Linked DNA regions of Mus musculus: region 1 is linked to region 2. Evidence: chromatin contacts called from public HiChIP or PLAC-seq data. All regions are on one chromosome and are shown on one strand. Each heading gives the region's core, a stretch centred on a gene start, on an enhancer-like site or on the middle of the called end of the contact. The rest is flanking DNA. Distances are from core to core; before and after follow the strand shown. Region 1 holds the start of Cog8 (component of oligomeric golgi complex 8). Region 2 overlaps Sntb2 (syntrophin, basic 2).

Evidence for each region. HiChIP or PLAC-seq counts read pairs in DNA pulled down with a chosen protein or histone mark.
Region 1: an H3K27ac HiChIP or PLAC-seq map of embryonic stem cells shows a contact between it and region 2, with 10 read pairs. The contact joins the promoter of Cog8 here to the enhancer-like site in region 2. A contact is called at or near these places in 2 of 39 promoter capture datasets (embryonic stem cells and macrophages), 2 of 115 datasets of contacts at active chromatin or transcription factors (the SCID.adh cell line and embryonic stem cells) and 3 of 9 other capture datasets (adipose tissue, liver and pancreatic islet).

The regions. Positions count from the first base shown.
Region 1 is chr8:107,054,277-107,058,426 of GRCm38.p6, reverse strand. It overlaps Cog8 (component of oligomeric golgi complex 8), which reads left to right and starts at 1,690. Exons shown (of 5, transcript NM_139229.4): 1 at 1,690-2,166. The coding sequence starts at 1,772. It overlaps Nip7 (NIP7, nucleolar pre-rRNA processing protein), which reads right to left and starts at 1,550. Exons shown (of 5, transcript NM_025391.2): 1 at 1,437-1,550; 2 at 1,248-1,334; 3 at 1,016-1,154; 4 at 240-380; 5 at 1-50. The coding sequence starts at 1,492.
Region 2 is chr8:107,001,028-107,005,126 of GRCm38.p6, reverse strand. It overlaps Sntb2 (syntrophin, basic 2), which reads right to left. Exons shown (of 7, transcript NM_009229.5): 5 at 3,421-3,617. Among named protein-coding and RNA genes, the nearest start is that of Gm22085, 6.5 kb to the left of the region's middle. Within about 2 kb of position 2,371, at least 41 of the 459 cell types and tissues checked have an H3K27ac peak or open chromatin away from gene starts, as enhancers often do. A contact at or near this core is called in embryonic stem cells, where this site is marked.

The DNA of each region.
Region 1 (4,150 bases), core at 441-2,940, 54 kb before region 2:
GGGTCCACTTTTCGGCAGTCTTGGGTAGACTTTGCTGCCACCCCAAAACCCTGGAATTGAAAGAACAGACATTCATTTATAAGGAAACAAAACAAAACAAAAACTATATTGAAACAGCTGTATCTTTGAGAACTGTGAAAGGAGCCAAGAAGTCAGTCTCCGAGCTGCTGACTGAAACTTCATCCTTTCCAGTGGGTACCTGGCATTTGCCGTGATGGATGGCTACCGTGGCTACTCACCAGAGGAATGTCCGCCATGGAATAGACAACCACTCCCTGGTACTGAGATGTGTTCTCAGTAATTCGACCCAGACCGGATTTCAACACATGGTTTCCATACAAGAAGGACTGCTCTGCTCCCGGCTTTACCCACACTTTATACTGAAAGAGAGTTAAAAGCCAAGACACAAGGATGTTGGGCTATATCCCTAAATGCGGATTAGCAGCTGCTTCCGAGTTTAAGGAGAGGTGGGGAACCTTTAAGTTGTTTGGACCCCCCCCCCACTTTTTTGTTTTTGTTTGTTTGTGGGTTTTTTGTTTTTTTTTGAGACAGTGTTTCTCTGTGTAGCCCTGGCTGTCCTCGAACTCAGAAGTCCGCCTGTCTCTGCCTCCCAAGTGCTGGGATACCCCAATTTTTGATCTTTCACCATGGAGTTCCTTCCTCAACCTAACATCGAAATTCAACCTTACATCGAAATGCTCACATAATCAGCAATTTCCTTTTTTTTTCCCCTTGGACCCTAGGATCACCCTCACCACTGGCACTTGTGTCTTCGTCTCTGCTTTCTGAGATCCAGCTGACACGGTGGAGGCCTGTTTTCCTGTAGACAACTAGGCTATGCAGCTCCATGGCCATAACCCTTCCTAAACGTGTCCAAGCAGCAATATCGACAAACAACTTCTTAGGCTGACGCTGTCCAGAAACTCGTTGGAAAGAATCTGTGCTCTGACCTGGCCGCCGTCACCCGGGACTTCATCCCGGATGGCAACCTGGAGACCAGGCCCCCACAACGTACCTTGGCATAGGGGGCCAGGTAATCCAGAGCTGTCACGTGCAAGCGGAACTTGTGGGTCTTGGTAAACTTCCCAAAACACGTCCCCAGCGACACGAGCTTGTCTCCGGAGATGTTGGCGGCCAGCTTCAGCATCATCTCACTACAGGGGCGCGGGAGGAAGGTACCCGGTGACGACCAGGGATGGATGCACGCCTCCAGCCCGCCACGCAGTGGGCAGCACGCCCCACCTCACCTCACATAGTACACTCGGTCGTTGTGCAGCCGGAAACAGTACGTGCCGTCGGGTCTGTCCACTAGGAGTTGAAGGTTCTCTCCGATGCTGAGGGCAACAAGACCAGCGTCTGAGCCGGGACCGTCCCGCCCCGGAGCCGCATCCCCACTCCCCGCACGCCCGTCCCTCATCCGCCTCTCCAGTTCTTACTACTTCGCGATCTTCTCAAACATGACCCGGGTCTCTTCTTCAGTCAAGGGCCTCATCTTGCCGCTTGCTTGGCTCCCGGGAATCCTCGTGCCTGGAGAGCCGGAAGCGGAAGTCACTTTCCCACCCGCCCACTTCCTGGGGTCCACGAACGCGTGTCTCTCTAGCCTAATTCTCCGTGATCTTTGCGCAGCCGCCGCCTACCGTGGCGGACTTCCGGGGACCGAAAGCCGGCTAGATGAGAAACCATAGAGACGGGAAATGTTTCCCCCAATCGTTTCCGTTTCCCAGGAGCGAAACCGGCTCTGAAGAGGAAGTGACGGTACCGTGCTTGAGAGATGGCGGCCGCTCTCCCTCTCCAGCCCTCCACGACCGCTTCGGCCACGACGACAGCCACGGCCGTCGCGCTGGGGGAGGTGGAAGATGAGGGCCTCCTGGCGTCGCTATTCCGGGACCGCTTCCCCGAAGCTCAGTGGCGTGAGAAGCCCGACGTGGGCCGCTACCTCCGGGAGCTGAGCGGCTCCGGGCTGGACCGGCTGCGGCGCGAACCCGAGCGCTTGGCGGAAGAGCGGGCCCAGCGGCTGCAGCAGACGCGCGACCTGGCTTTCGCCAACTACAAGACGTTCATTCGCGGGGCCGAGTGCACCGAGCGCATCCACCGGCTCTTCGGCGACGTGGAGGCGTCCCTCGGGCGCCTGCTCGACCGTCTGCCCCGCTTCCAGCAGAGCTGCAGGTGCGGCTGGCCTGATGGGGACGGGCGCGTCATTGTATCTGCCAGGACGCTATCGTCATGACCCAAGCGTAGTGTACAGGGCTCTCTCCTGATTGCCTTGTTAATCCACTTAAACTTCACAGCAGCCATCTAGGTAGGTAGCGTCATTATTTTACAGACGAGGAAGTCGAAGTGAAGTGACTTGTCCAAGAACACAGCTAGTAAGTTTCCAAGAATTGGAAGCTAGGAGTCCACTACTCCCTCATAGGCTGTTGTTTAAATAATAAACATTCAGCCAGTCTTATTGACACTTGTGATCCCAGTATTCGAGTCACAGAGTCATCATCCTAGTCTGAGTATTGAATTCATGGACAGCCTGAGCTACATGAGACATTCAAACAAACTAAAAAATGTATGCATCCGGGCGGTGGTGGCGCACGCCTTTAATCCCAGCACTTGGGAGGCAGAGGCAGGCGGGTTTCTGAGTTCAAGGCCAGCCTGGTCTACAGAGTGAGTTCCAGGACAGCCAGAGCTATGCAGAGAAACCTTGTCTCGAAAAACCAAAAATAAATAAATAAATAAAATTATGCAAGGCAGTTCATTGAGCCTGACATAGTTAACCCTATATAAATGTGGGCTGGAGGTGCTCAGCTTCAAAATGTCCATCGATAGGAAGCTGACAGATCCTATTTGTCATTGTAGGTTGTCAAAAAGCATTTCCTTTTTAAGCTATGTTACATTTCTAGGCCCTCGATCTAATACACTTAGTTCTGCTATCCAGCAGGTCAATTTTTCTTTGGAAGCTTGGATATTAAAAACAGGTTGTGTACCCCATATGTCTGAAAAGAGATTCAGGACTGCATAAAGCGAGTTTCTGGAATTACTATAGAAAAGTGGAGAAAGTTTAAGTGGGAGCGCGAAAGATACATAGCAGCACATAACATGAAGACCTGAAGAATCTTAGGGCAAAAGTGTGGCTTATAGAGTGGTTAGTGCTCTATTAGAAAAATATTAGTAGCTACTTTAAAATGTGTATCTCACCTGCATGTATGTCTGTGCACCATATGTGCCCAAAGGAGGTTAGAAGAGGGTGTCAGATATCCTGGGACTAGAATTATAGGTGGTTGTGAGCCACTAGGTATATGTGTTGGGACCTAAGCTGGGGTCCCCTGCAAGAGCAGTGATCACAGAGCCACTTCTCCAGCCTTAAGTCCAGCTAGTAAGGGATTTGTAGACGCTTTCCATACATTTACTTTATGTAAGGTCTTACATACATGCCATCTTGCCTGTCTCTAACATTCACACCAATGAAAAGACAGGTCCAGAGAAGCCAAGTACCTTGCCGTAACATAGACCTCCTTCGTGAGACCTAGAGCAGTTCAGTCCCAAATGTTGACAGTCTGGGCAGCCAATATAAATCTACAAGCCATTTTTAAAATGACATGGAGGGAGGGGTACCACCATGTTGATGTGGAAGTCAGAGGACAGCTTGTAGGGTGGGTTCTCTCTCCAGTGAGGGGATCACACTTAGGTCAGCAGGCTTGTTGGCAGGCACTAGGCACTGTACCCACTGAGCCATTGTGACGACTCCATGCAAGCAATCAATTAATGAAAAGTTTCTTAAATCTTGAGTTAAAAGTTCTTTCAAGTGTAATAGAAATTGTAGATTTGGTGTGAGGATTTTGTTTGAGATAGGGTTGCACTATGTATCTATCCCTAGCTGGTCTGCCTCAACTTCTGGAGGGCTGGGATCATGGGTGTGCCCCACCAGAGCCAGCCTTGTGGGAAGATTTTTTTTTTTTTCCCGAGACAGGGTTTCTGTGTGTAGCTCTGGCTGTCCTGGAACTCACTCTGTAGACCAGGCTGGCCTCGAAATCAGAAATCCTCCTGCCTCTGCCTCCCAAGTGCTGGGATTAAAGGCGTGTGCTACGACCGCCCAGCGGGAAGATTTTAAATAAACTAGGTAAACCATCTAGCCCGTGTCTAGTAAGTGCTTGGTAACAAA
Region 2 (4,099 bases), core at 1,122-3,621:
TAAATGTAACAAAAATTAAAAGTAGATCAAAGTGGGTAGCTATTGAGGAACACAATCCTGGTTGACCTATGACTTCCATAGACCTATACATACACACAGCCAATACAAATAATAAATTAAAAACACTGTAAACCAGAAGAGGGACTGTGATGGCTAGTTTTATGTCAACTTGATACAAATTAGTCATCAGAAAGGAAGGAGTCTCAATTGAGAAAATGTCTGCATAAGATCAAACCTAGACAAGCATTTTCTTAACTAGTGATTGCTGGGGGAGGGGCCACTGTTGGGCTGGTAGTCCTGGACGTCATAAAAAAGCAGGCTAAACAAGCCACGGAGAGTGAGCCCATTAGCATCTTCTTCCATGCCCTCTGCATCAGCTCCTGCTCCAGGTTCCTGCCCTGCATGAGTGCCTGCCTTCACTGGTCTCAGTGATAAACTGTTCTATGGACCCGTGAGTGTAATCCCTTCTTCCCCAAGTTGTTTTGGTCATGACGTCTCATCACAGCAATAGTAACACTAAGACAGGGACGATGGGGAGAGAAGAGGAACAGTGTGGGATGAGACAGTGATGGCGGATGAACAGGGATGTGTGTGCATGAAAATGTCATGGTGACTGGAGGGGGTCCATCTCAGGGCCCACAGGACTCCAGTCCCAAGTGATCCAACCCCTCTTCTGGCCTCCATGGGCACTGCATTCATGTGGTGCACAGACATAATGAAATCAATATTATGTTAGCTAGAAAATTAAAACAATTTAGTTTTGGTAAGCTTCACAAAGCACTGCTAACGTCTGTCTAATGCACACCGGCCGACAGTACCACCATTCCTCTGATACCTCTTTCTTTTGCTTCCATGACACTCACCATCCCCACAAATCTGGTTTTCATTCCACTGCTCTGGTTCCTATGTCTTACACTCATAAGTGGAAGGGAACATTGGCTTTTTCACATCACAGGACATTACAGAATAGAAAGACACTCTAAGATAACATACTAAAGCCAGGAGTCAATCGGGGTTACACTGAAATGAATGTCAATCATATTACATATTACCTATCTTGTATTTTTGTGTGCATGCACAGGTACCTGTGTGTAGAGACCTTATGAATTGGTCCTCCCCAGGTGCTATCCACCTTATGTTTTGGAAACAAGGTCTCTCCTTGGTCTGGGCTCACCTATTTGGCTAGACTGGCTGGCCAGTGAGTCCTAGGGATCCCTGCCTTGACCTGCCCAGCCCTGGAAGTACACACACGAGCCAGTGCAGCTGGATGTCTACATGGGAAGTACACACACGAGCCAGTGCAGCTGGATGTCTACATGGGACGTACACACACGAGCCAGTGCAGCTGGATGTCTACATGGGACGTACACACACGAGCCAGTGCAGCTGGATGTCTACATGGGTTCTGGTAACTGAACTTGGGCCTTCATGTTGTGTGGCAAGCATTCACCTTCCCAGCCCATGCCTGTTTGTTTATTCTTTCTGTAGTGCTGAAGCCCGAATCCCAGGCCTCTCCATGGCGATACTGAGCTCTGCTTCCCATCTCCCAGTCTGTATTTCTTAAAATCAAAGACTGGTGTTGAGAGACCTCCTAATAATGTTTTCTACAAATCCTGCTACTGGGATCAGTTGTTTAGTTTTGTAGTTTTAAGTGGTTTCAATGTTTCTGGAGAGTCCTTTGACCTGACCCTATAGCACAGCAGGAGACAGATCAAAGCAAGAGGGGGAGGAAAGGAGGGAGGGGAGACACACACACATACACACACACACACACACATCACATGGGGTGGGGGTAGGGAGAGAGAGAGAGAGAGAGAGAGACAGACAGACAGACACTCTGATTGACTCAGGCTTTTTGAGCATTATAGGACAACTTCGAAGGGAGTAGGCCCCAGAAATTGACAACTAAGGTGACTATTATATTACTAGAGGAAAACACCAGGAATTTATGCTCACTGGTAAGTAGAAACTTTTAAAAACAACAAATTATGAACGGCTGGGGTAGCATCCCTGGTCAATGGTGTAAGAAAAAAACGCCTTATTAGTCTCTCCACAAACTAACTACAGAGAACAACAGGATGGCGTCTGTCCTCTCCTCACATCTCTCTGGTCAGGGACAGGGAGTAGATCTTATTTACTTTATCTCTATCATTATAAAGCCTAGCTCTTGCTAAATAGTGCTCAGCAAATATTTGTTGATTTAATGAATGAAGGGGACTGATACTGTCTGTCCTTCAGGTATTTAATCCGGTCAGGAGTATGAGTCATCTGGAGAGGGAAGGAGGGGCTTAAGGCACTGCCTGTATATAAGCCACACTGACCCTTGTTTCATGAAACGGAAGGGCAAACTGGAATACCTGTATGTTTACAGAGTGTATATGAAACACCAAGTTCATAATGTCTGCCACCAGGGGCACATCCACTGTGGAACAAAGCAACCAGCAGGGACTCGCCACTAGAGGGAGCGCCCAGAGTGGAAATGAGGCAACCAACTCCTGAATGTTGGACAGACATTTTCAAGCTTTTGAAGAGAAACTCCTACTCCATACACGTTATTTTCCACAGCCACAAACTGCCAGATACTTGTATTTGAGGGCGTATGGATGGCCTTAAGTGCCAAATCTTCTTAACTGTAGTCAGTGCATCTAATTCTTATTGCCTGGGTTCTTACACTATTAAATGTAGATTACAATGATACACAGTGAAAAAGCCACGTGGTAGTATGGTGGTCAGTGCTACATGGCAGGCATGGGAAAGGTCTGGTACTTAGACAGATAACAGATTTCTTTCCTCCACCACCACTTCAGCTACCGTGTTTTAATAGCTTACAATCAGTATGCAAAACAATGGTTTTACTTTACAGCTGAGTAACTTCACCTAATTACTATTAGAGGGCAGGAGAGATGGTTTAGCTTTTAAAGGTTCATCCTTTGGTTTTCTAAAGGATTCCAATTTGATTCTCAGCACCCACAAAAGCAAATTCTGTTTCACTGTCTGCCCTTTTCTGGTCTCATGGGGCACCTGCACACTCATGGCATGTATGTACACACAAGGAAATGTGCACACACTGATAAAGATAAGGCTTGAAAAAACTAATAATTATGGTTAGAATCCAGGACCAGGAATGAGAGTGCACACCTGTGACCCCAGCACTGGGGAGGTGAGGCAGGGGATCAAGAGTGCCAGGCTGGGCTGTGTGAGACCCTGTCAAAAACAAGCAGGAAGGAAGGAAGTTAGGAAGGAGGGAGGGAGGGAGGGGGAGAGAGAGAGAGAGAGAGAGAGAGAGAGAGAGAGAGAGAGAGAGGGAGAGGGAGAGGGAGAGGGAGAGGGAGAGGGAGAGGGAGAGGGAGGGAAGAAGGGAGGGGAAAAAGAAAAAGAGAGAGAGAGATAGATAGGAAGGCCAAACAAAAGTATCTCTACCTAGGGAGACTTCCTTGATCAGCTCAGCAGCAGCATGGCAGCCCTGAACAAGTATTCTGGTCCAGGTCGACAAATCCCGATGAGTTTCAACCCTGAAGAGATGCATCTCAATGCCCTGCCGAGAGCCTGTCCTGGTAGCAAAGGTCAGGTCAGATCCAAGGGAGGGTGACCGACATCCAGAACCTGAATGAACCAACCTAGGACCACAAATAGAACAGAAAGCTAAGGTGATCATTACCTTCAACAGTTTTTGGATGAATGCATTTCAAAGCCAAATTATGATATTTTTTAAAAGATTTATTTATTTATTTTATGCATATGAGTACACCACCATTGCTCTCTTCAGACACACCAGAAGAGGACACCAGACCTCATTACAGATGGTTGTGAGCCAACATGTGGTTGCTGGGAATTGAACTCAGGAACCTCTGGAAGAGCAGTCGGTGCTCTTAACCACTGAGTCATCTCTCCAGCCCCAAATTATGATATTTTGATATCCTTTAATCTGATAGAATAGTCCCTGGTGTCACAGGAGGCAGGATATTACTTACTGTCTTCATAAAGAAAATACCGGGCTGGTGAGAATGGCTCAGTGGGTAAGAGCACCCGACTGCTCTTCTGAAGGTCCGGAGTTCAAATCCCAGCAACCACATGGTGGCTCACAACCATCCGTAACGAG